2 separate regions of the Cricetulus griseus genome follow, and region 1 is linked to region 2. A link is a contact called in public Hi-C data. All regions are on one chromosome and are shown on one strand. The core of a region is the stretch at or near the end of the contact, and the rest is flanking DNA. Distances in the headings are between cores, read along the strand shown.

Evidence for each region. A called contact is a pair of places that touch in the nucleus more often than the background predicts.
Region 1: a Hi-C map of the CHO-K1 cell line shows a contact between it and region 2, with 3 times the contacts expected there. The contact joins the enhancer-like site here to the promoter of Tgfbr2 in region 2. A contact is called at or near these places in 2 of 8 Hi-C or Micro-C datasets (the CHK-Q cell line and the CHO-K1 cell line).

Annotation. Positions count from the first base shown.
Region 1 is chr4:223,455,596-223,460,697 of CriGri-PICRH-1.0, forward strand. No RefSeq gene overlaps it. Among named protein-coding and RNA genes, the nearest start is that of Tgfbr2, 200 kb to the left of the region's middle. Within about 2 kb of position 1,651, at least 3 of the 6 cell types and tissues checked have open chromatin away from gene starts, as enhancers often do. A contact at or near this core is called in the CHO-K1 cell line, where this site is marked.
Region 2 is chr4:223,258,280-223,263,807 of CriGri-PICRH-1.0, forward strand. It overlaps Tgfbr2 (TGF-beta receptor type-2), which reads right to left and starts at 1,728. Exons shown (of 8, transcript XM_027415317.2): 1 at 1,243-1,728. The coding sequence starts at 1,336.

The DNA.
Region 1 (5,102 bases), core at 401-2,900, 200 kb after region 2:
TTTCATCACACATGTGAATTACAGAGTCTGTGCCTTTCTCTCTGCCCCACACTTCTCTGTAGATTTTGCACTGCTGGATACAGTGTTCTTCAGGCACTGGCCACTGCAAGCTGTGGAGTTTGGTTTTTTGGGTTTTGGTTTTATTTGTTTTTAGAGGAACCAAGAGAAGTTTTGCTAATGCAGGGAGCAAACCATAAAAAGAAGAGAAAGGAATACTACAAGACCAGGATTTGCATCCGCAGTGACAGACCACTGAGGCGATGTCTGGTCTGCATTCACAGTGCAGGGCTCAAGCAAGGGCAGCAGCAGATGAGGGGAGCCATGACACTAAGAAGTTATATCACAGGGGATGGGGAGCAGCCTTGTGAGTATCAGTACAGCTTAGGGAGGGCACACGTGGAGTCCATTGGCTCTTCAAAAGGTTTTTAAAAGTTGGGCTAAGATTATGAATTGTCATCTGACATGTAGGGTCCCCAGAAATGACCCTGAGGAGAGAATCCCATGAGTAATCTTTGATTTAAAAGAGCTTAATTGTCCTATTTAGGGTAATTAATTTTTTGTTTATTATTTATTTATTATTCAGGGTCTCATGTAGGTCAAGCTGGCCTTGACCTTGCCATACAGCAGAGTATTACTTTGAATTTGATCCTCTTGCTGCCACCTCCTCCATCTTCTGAGCTCTAGAACTGTAGGTATGCGCCACTGCGGCAGGGTTACATGATGCTAGAGAACACTGTCCCCGTTGATCCGCAACCCTAGCCCCTTAGGATGGTGATTCTAAGAGGGTGACCCCAGAGCTGCAACTTCAGTATCCTCTTGGGACCTCCTCTGCCATGCAAATTCCCAGGCCACATTCCAGACCAGAAATACACTAAGTCAGAAACACAGCAGTCTGTTTTCAGTCAGCCTCCAGGTGATGCTGATTGGCACGCACACTCATGGACCATGCAAGAGGAGGGAAGCGTGCCTTTCCCATGAGTCACCTGATACAACTTGGGTTTATTGCCTTCAGGTGTTTTAAGTCAAGGGTAATTCAGCCAGCGGCATGTTAACACATTGCCCACAGCATAAAGAGAGAGTAAAATTTATTCCTTTACCCAAAGCTCACACTAAAGTGCCCCCACCCTTGCTGCATTCCACACAAGTGATACAAAACATATGCTGACCTCGACCGTTTTCCAGAGAAATTAAATAGGGGAAGACAACAAAGCCACGGGCCCCTCCTATCCCTAGACGCCACTATTTCTAACTGGCTGAACCCTGACTCTGTGACTCCTGCTCTGGAGGTATCTGATGTCCTCGTGCCAGCCAGCATAGCTCTCAGAAACGACAGCTCTGCTTTGGCTTTCTGCAGGGCTGTCTGGATGGAGTACTCATGAGATGCTGGCCAGAGTCACACACACAGGAATGCTGGCGCCGCGTTCATGCGGGGCCGGGCTTGGCAGGAGACCTTTCTTTAGGTTCTGCTGAATTAGTTACTTTTCTCAGTGTGGTCAAAAAACAGGACAAAAAGCAGCTTAAAGGAGAAATCGCTTATTTTCCTTCGTGACTTAAGGAGGGAAGCGGCTCCTCCAAGTGGGGAAGATATGGAGGCAGGAGCACAAGTTAACCCACCGCTCCCATCAGTTCCCAGTTGAGGAGCAGAGGCTGAACTGGGACAGGAAGTGCTTTCATAAAACCTCAAGGCCCGCCCCCAGTAACCCACTTCCTCCAGTGAGGCTCCACAACTTCCCCAAACAGCGCCACCAGCTGGAGCCAAGTGTGCAAACACGCAGGCCTACCTGAGCTCTGTCTCATTCTAACCACACCATCTCCGCTCTGGGAAATGGCTCAAGTGTGCAAGCAGGGGCTTTTACAGCCTGGAGCCTCAGAGTCCTGCTCTGAGAACGCAGCTGTGCAGCAGGGCAGGCTAAGCCCGTGCCTCTACTCCCCCACTCAACGCTCTGGTCTCAGTAAAACCACAATCTGTGAGATTGCTTTTCCAACACGTTATTTGGTTTCATAGACTAGTTATGAATACAATCAGAAACCCCTAGAACCTGAAGGAAAGCACAGGCCATAAAGAACGTCTCTCATTTTCTTTGCTGAGAAATACCATCCATGCTCCCTCGATCCCTTCCAGAGACTGGCCTCATGTTCCTTACTGGCCATCTGGAACAGTGGAAAACTTCAGCCTGTGGCTAAGTCGCCACGCGGCTTGTCCAACACGCTTTAGACATCCAAAGCAGAAGCTAAGGAGTTACCTCAGAATCAATTCCGAGGCTCCGAACAGAACACCCACCTCTCCCTAAATGTGGTGCTGAAGATGACTGCTGAGTCATCTCACTCTGTAAATTACTCCCGGTATTGATTGTGGGCAGTTTGTAGAATAGGTTACCTTGTAGATCTAGATGAACTTCAGTGTTATGTTAGTTTTGTATTGCTGTCAAACAAAAATCAAACCAAACCAGCCAACAAACAAAAAAACTAAGAAAAGACCGGTAAGATGGCTCAGCGGGTAAAGGCACTTATTGCCAAGACTAACAACCTAAGTTTGCTCTCAAAACTTACACAGTAGGTGAGAACCCAGCTTACAAGTTGCCTTCTGACCTCCACATGCATTCTGTGGAATGCACAGGTGCGCGGGCGCGCGGGTGCACACACACACACACACACACACACACACACACACACGCACGCACGCACGCACGCACGCACGCACGCACGCACGCACACACACACACACACTATACACCACACACACACACACACACACACACACACACACACACACACACACGCATCCACATACCCATGAACACATACATACCCACACACTTCACCTCCCTCTTGTTATGAGCTCACTTGACAGTCATCTGATATTATCCTAGTGTTCCTCAAAGCTATGACAACCCTCACTCCCGAGCCCGTTCTCTGTCAGATCTCTGCCCTGTGCACAGACTGATTTTGGGGGTGGGGGTGGGGCAGGAAACTGATACTAAATCTCAGTCGTGAATCAGAATCAAAGAGCCCCAATTACCCTGCAGGTTGAGAGTTGCAAGGTCTGCTAGAGGTTAGTCTAGAAGAAAACTCACACTGCAAAAAAGGCCAGTGGCAATTTCCTAGATTCTCAAGAGCCAGGGTTCTGTTATATATATATTTCTGTTATATATTTTTCTCTTATCAGAAAGCCCATGGCTGCAGGCCACCCACCCCAGGTCTTTTAGCCCTGGGGTTATTCCTCAGATCCCTGAGAGTGCTTCCACCAGTCCTGTGCATTCTGTGGTACATGCTTCATTGTGGGGGCTGTGCGGACTGTTGCTGCTGAGGTTTTATGAAGCTCTTTCTTGCTCAGGAAAAGAAGAAACAGTCACCTGAAGTGCAGTGAAGGGTCCTGAGGATGCCACTCACAAAATGGTGCAGAGGGTGAGGGCACAGCTTGGGTGGGAATTCACCTTTTCCTTTCAGACTTTAGCCAACTCCAGTGGCTTCTAAAAGTCCAGTTCTCCACTGAAATGTGGACAAGCTGTATCAAGATTATCTGATCTAAAGTTGGCAAGGCAAATCAGAATGGAAGCAATTAAAATGATTTATCTGGTCTCATCCAACTGGTTATCAGCAACGTGACTGGACACAGCATTGATTCCCAATAGGTAATTTGTCTTAGGAACAACAACTACAATCCATTGCAAGGTATTGCAGGGCGTGACAGGGGAGCAATAATTTCACAAGCATATACTTGCCATTGAACATTCAGTTGAAACGTTGACATCAACAAGAAGCTCTAGTTAGTTCAAGTTAGTTAGTTCAATAGTTAATTCAAGCAGTAGGTTGCTTGCCACCCCCACTTACCTATTACATTAGTGCAAAGGGACATTGACACATTCTCCCTGTTGCCCTGATTGGGTGTGCATGCAATTGTGAATACAATTGTATTTGTGGAAAAAAATGGTGGGCATTTATCTTTGAGAGGCAAATATGAAAAGATTCAACTTCAGACCTGTAGAACCCCTTAAGAAATATCATGGCCTGTTTCCCTTCGGAGGCTCAATACTCAAGTCTTCAAAGGTCTCTGTGTGTTGACAGCTGTTGGAATAAGAAAGTACCACGTCTAGTTGAGTGTGAGGTACAGGTCTTGTTTAAAGGGCATGTTCAGGTGCAATGGGCACACTCGGAAGCCCGGGATACTGCCTGGGGACAGTTATCCAGGGCTCCCGCTACTACGTAGATCATATTCACCCAATTGTGTCCAGACAAGGTCCCACTGTAGTCTGGGCTGGTCCCAAACTTTCTCTGTAGCCCAGGATGTTCTTAAATTTACAATCCTACTCCCTTTGCCCCGTCCCTGGTGTTAGGATTATAGGCATGTGCCACCATACCCACCTGTGGTTAGTTATTTCCAGTTTGACACACACTACAGTCACTTAGGAAGAGGGAACCTCAATAGAAGAATTGCTTCCATCAGATTGGTCTGTGGGCATAAGTGTGGGGCATTTCCTTGCCTGATGATAAATGCGGGAGGGCCCAGATTCCTGGGAGTGGTACTACCCCTGGACAAGTGATCTTGGGTTCTGTAAGACAGCAGGCTGAGCAAGCCATGGGCAAGGCAGTAAGCAGCTCCCCTCAGTGGCCTCTGCTTCAGATCCAGATTCAGTTTCCCAATTTGAGTTCCTGTCCTGGCTTTCCTCCTCAATTTGATTTTTGCTCACGGTGTTAATCACAGCAACAAAAAGCAAACTAAGACCCCAGCTCTGGGCTTATTCATATGAAGAACCAAGGAACCCAGAAGATGTAAATGAAGACAAGGAGGAAGAAGCCTGCCAGCCCTGGAGCCAGAGCTATGAGCAGCTGTGCTTAGCTTCTACTCACTAGATCAAAAGTCTAAGGAAAATTCTAGAACCATGTTGATGACTAGTTTTCTCACAAGGAAATGAAACAAGCATCATGACACTTGCTCCAATCAATTGACAAAATAAACAGTTCTTCAAAGGCAGGCCTCGTACATAATCACTAGTTACAGATACACTCCTACGGTGTGCTCCATCAAACTTTGAAGGAGAATGCTGTATGGTTACACACTGGGAAAAGCTCCTTGACACAGGAATCCATTTCTCTCCATAATG
Region 2 (5,528 bases), core at 478-2,977:
AGTCTCCTTCCACTACCACCGGGTTGACAAGGAACCACACCCAACTTTGTATATGGATATGGGGATTTGAACTTAGGTCCTCAAGCTTGCATTCCAATGTCCTTTTCCATGGAGCCAAGTCTCCAGTCAAGGCTGGGGTAACATCAGAGACGGTTTAACTTTCTGGAGCTGCAGCTTATCAGAGAGAGCAAAATTGAAGCAGACTTTAAGAAACTGTAGAACTAAAACCCTGATGGGAGTTTCGCTGTTTTGCTTTGTGTGGTTCGCCCCTTGTGAAATGCTCCACTGCTAACATCCTTAAAGAGCTCCCTCACCCAAAAACGACCCTGGACATCTCCTAGTCCCGAAATCACCAGAGAAGAGCACGGGAAGCCAATGATGGAAAGAGTGCCAGACTTACACAAACTGAACCACGGAGATGTACAAAGGGGTAAACTGAGGCCCAGAGTCATGTGACTTGCCCAAACAGTGGCCCTGACTACAAATAGCTGCAACAATTTTAACTTCTGAGTTAAAACTTCAGAGATTCTGCACTTCCCAGGCAAGTCCTTAGGAAGGAGTCCTGATTCCTGCTTCTCTTTCTTGACTGCTGCCCCTGAGATGGGACCTGGTGGGCATCCTGGGTTAGGTGTTTCCACCGAATGACAACTGCTGAGATCTTTAACCCTGGGGTGCAGCACTTAATAGGCACGCGTTAAATTACTCTAAGCCATCAAACTGACCACCCTCATTGAGTCCCCATCCCCGCAGGCCAGGGGGATAGATGACAGCCCTCAGAGATCAGTTCTTTTCTCAAACTTGTTTCCAGTGAGTTGGGGCCCAGAATCCCTCCCAAGGTGGTAGAACTGAGGACTGAGAGTCTGGTTCAGTCGGGGTATCTAGGGCAGTACTCGGCCCAGGTGTGCAACAGCTGGGCGCCCAGTCCCCTGCCGCGACTCCTCCAAGCCCCAAGTTCTCAAACTTCCCTTTCCGGGGGTGCAGGCCCTCGCTGCCTCCCTAACCTTTCGTGCGCGCACAAAGGGGTCAGGAGCGTCCCCAAGTCTCCCGCAAGTGAACTGTCCTCTTTTGCGAGAGATCTTCTGCGATCTCAGCCGGCCTGGGACGACTCGGGCCGCTACAAACTTCCCGTTTCCGCCCTCTCGCCGGGACCCGCGGCCGACTGTCAATCGCTGCCCTGGGGGTCGGAGGAGGACCGAGGAGCCCTAGTGGACTCCCAGCGTCGCGCCCCGGCCACTCACTCACCCGACTTGGGAACGTGCGGCGGGATCGTGCTGGCGATGCGCGTCCACAGGACGATGTGCAGCGGCCACAGGCCCCGGAGCAGCCCCCAACCCATGGTAGCCCCTGTCGCTCGTCATAGACCGGCCCCTGGGGCGCCGCGAACCGAGCCTCAGGGACCCCGGGCTGCGCCTTGACTCTTCGTCCTCTCTGGGTGCCTGGGCCGCCCCGAGCGCGCCGGGCAGAGGTGCGGGCCAGATGTGGCCGGCGATCCCGGGAGTTTGGAGGCCCGCAGGAGGCCCCCGGCGGCCGAGGAGAGCTGCGCAGGAGGCTGGGGCTCCGTCCCCCAGGCGAGCGTGTGCGCGCGCGGGGGGTGTCGTCGGTCGGTGCGCGCGAGTGACTCACTCATCAACTTTACCCGGGCGCCGGGAGGGAAACAGGAAACTCCTCGCCAACAGCTGGGCAGGACCTCTCGCCGCCCGAGAGCCTTCCAGCCCCAGCCCTCTCCAGCTTCCAGCCCTTGCCTTCCTCCTACCGCCAATCAAGGCCCCTTCCAGGACTCTGCAAACTTTCAACTGCCCCCCTCGCAGCCCTCCCACGCACCCCCGCCTCCCAGGTCCAGGCTCCAAGTTCAAACTCAGAAGTGACTAAGCGCACGTTTCCCAGAGCAAGCTAGAAAGTACTTATACCACTTTTCTTGATAACCCACCAAGCACTCCCCACACCTTCTAGGCATTGCTCCCAGGGCCTTTATAATTTCTCTGAGAACAAGGAGGGGGCTCGGAAATGTAGCTCCGGAGTCCCCAACACATTGTTTTCCCTCATAAAAATAACGGTAAGCACTGCTTCACGAGAGTTTGGTTTCAGTTTTATGTACATGCATGCACGATCACGTTGTAAAGGACTGTTTTCTTACTGTGAGACAATAATCCAGGGGTTAGTCTCAGACTTTTATATGCGTTATTAATCACTTTGGGTTGTGAATTCAGCTAAAATGCAGGTTCTGGTTCTGTAGGTCTGGGCCGGGAGTGTCTGCATTTTTAATGAGCACCTGGGTAGAGCCTCCCATTGGAAGAACCATTTCCTGGGCGTGGTCTGCTGGGTGAAGCCAAATAGTCACCCATGTGATCGCGGTGGGGATGTTTTCAGGACGTTGCCTGTAAGGCCTGAACCTAGGAATAAAAGTGTCTTTGGTGGTAGGGTCTGCTTCCTGCTTTCCAGTGATCGCTCTTCCATAATTCGGCTGAGGCAAGAAAATACCTGACTGAAGAATGTAGAAAGGCTGTCAGTGGGAAGGCAGTATACCCCCTCAAATTTCCCTTCTTCCTGGGGTGACCACGTTTTCCAGAGACAATCCCTGCTTTGCCCTGCGTGTGCCTTGTGTGTGTACATGTGTGGGTACGTGGAGGCCAGAGGTCCACATCCGGTGTCTGTTTCAATCCCCTGGTTTATATCTAAAGGTTTATTTTATGTGCGAGCATTTTGCCTTCACTTCTGCATAACCGTGCGTGGGCCTGTTGCAAAAGAGGTTATAAGAGGATATCAGATCTCCAGGAACTAGAGTCACCAAAGGCTGTGCGCCACTATGTCCAGGAGCTGGGACCTGAATCCGGGTCTCTATAGGAACAAGTGCTCTTAATCGCTGATCTATCTCTTCCAGCCCATTGGCCTATATGAGTCTCCCACTGATCCTGAAGATGGGAGATTGGCTAGACTGACTGGCTAGCAAGCCCAGACACCCATTCTCTTATCTTTGCTTCCCCAGCACCAGGGTTTCAAAAGCATCTCTACCACGTTTTTTTTTTTCTATGTATATCTGTGCGAATGCGCATATATGTATGTAGTGTACGTGGACGAGTGAGGAGCACATAGGCACACACTGGAGGCCAGGGGTGTCAGGTGTCCAGCTCTGTCACTCTCCACCTTAGTTACTCCAGACAAGGCCTCTCACTGAGCCTAAAGCTATCCGATCCTCCTGTCTCGACTTCACAAAACTGGGGTCAGGGACACATGCAAGGCAATGCCAGGCTTTTTATGTGGGTGCTGCGACCTAATCAGTTGTCCTCATGATTGTGCAGCAAGCACTTTCCACACTGAGCCCTCCCCTGCCCCAGCACCGGGCTTTCTATGCAGGTGCTAGAGGTGGCTCTCAGCTTGTGTGGTGATGATCCCTTTAAGGACTGAACTGGGCCCTCTTTTGCAGTTTATTAATAGAATCTCCACTCTGTCAGATATCTGATTGGATAAAGAAGTTCATGCTCAACCTACTTCCAGCTCTCAAAGATGGGATTCTGAATAGCCCATTGTCTGGATTAGTGTTTTTGTTACCGAGATACAACACCATGGCTGAGAGCAACTAGAAAAGAAAAGGGTTTATTTCATCTTCTAGCCTGTAGCCCATCGTCCATGGAAGTCAAGGCAGGAACTAAGTCAGGTCCCTGGAGGCAAGAGCTGAAGCAGGAGCCATGGAGAAGTGCTACTTTACAGCTTCTTCCCTGAGGCTTACTCAGCCTGCTTTCTTATATAACCCAGGACCTCCTGCCCAGAGGTGCTCCCACCCACAGTGAGCTGGGCCCTCCCCATTAAACACTAATTGGCCTACAGGCCAATCTGATGGAGGCATTTTCTCAACTGTGGTCCCCTCTTCTCAGATAACTCTTGCTTGGGTTGACAACAACCAGCCAACCAGGACAGAAGATTTTAGGGACACTGTCTGCTCATACAGTGAACTCTACCAGGTTCACCCAGAACAGAGGCCAACAGTCTTCCTTAAACCCAGAGCCTGCAGTTGACTTTGGCAGGCTTGGGGTGACATTGTTAAAACTGGAACTTGAAGTCTTGATTCAGCATCAAAAGCTACTGGATGCATCTTCTAGGAAGAGGGCACTTCCTGTGTGTCACACATCTGGTGACAGAAGGGTATGGACAGACACTCGGATGTGAGGTAGGGCCACCCGAGGGGGCACGCAGGCAGCCTTGCCGTTGCCATGCCATGTTAGCGAGGGAGACAGGCTGAGTTCAGAACCTGATTGCCCACCTTCCCTCTTGGAAGATCTTTCTAGGCCTCTGCAGTCCCTTGAGCATTTGTTTTCTGGGCCACTCACCCTCCAGCAGGGCCACTCTGGGCCCACCCTTTCAGTGTCTCAGATCTGAGCTGAAGACGTTTTTTTTAAAGCGCAAGCTCTGCCATTAGCTCATTTAACAGCATCGCGGGCTCTGCCAGCTTGAGAAGGCAGAAACAAATCCTTGTGCCTGCTCTGGAGTCCCCATCTCCACGAAGCCCTGCCCGCAGTGGCTGCAGAGTCCCTTCTGCATTTCTGCAGCCTGCCTCTGTAGACCCTGGACTTCCCAGTGAGACCTTCTCTTGTCCCCAGGTGGGCAAGCTTTCTTCCCCTCTCTGACTAGATCTTTGTAGAGTGGATTGTGAGTCCCAGAATGGAAGATTGCCTGGACAGGCTGGCCAGCAAAAGCCAGACATCCTCCTGTCTCTGCATACCCCCCCCACTGGGGTTTCAGATGCATCTTGACTAGTGTGTGTGTGTGTGTGTGTGTGTGTGTGTGTGTGTGTGTTACATGTGTGTGTGGTGTATGTGTGAATGTGAGTGTGGCTCCTATGCCCGTCCCTCAGGGTTTATTTCAGTTAATGTATGCATAGTTTTCATTATTCTCATGTTTGTTTGAGATGGGGTCTCATGTAGTTCATTGACCTCAACTTATTAGGTAGCTAAGGCTGACTTTGAACTCTGGATCCTTTGCCTCCACCTCCCAACTGCAGAGGTTACAGGCATCCACCTACCATGCCCGGTATCTTTTACAGCCCTTACTCTAGCTGGATATCATAATGAGTTCTCATTAATCAATTCCCAATCACATTTCTCCCTCGACTCTAAATGTCGGAGGGCAGGCACTACATACTTTCCTTACTACTGTATTTCCACACTAAACACATCTCAGGTGTGCAGTCAGGCATGCGTTTGCTAAGTGAACATACGAGGTAACAAGGAATCAAAAGACAAGTGACCTCAGGGACCTAGTTATTTCATAACCCTGGGGAAAGCATTATGTAACCAGACAGCGATCTGAGCAGATGAGCTTTCAGCAGGGGCATGCCTACCCTACCCGACGCCACTTCCCTTTCCTGAGAAAGGAGAAGTGAACCCACTCCTCTTTGTCGTCTTCATTTGCCCCAAGTTTGTCCAGTTCTCCTGTATGTGATAGATGTACTGTCTCCTCTGTATACTAAAGCAAATGAAGGTCAAACCATCCCAAGGAGATGGCACAGCTGATTACCCTGCAAGCAGGAAACCCTG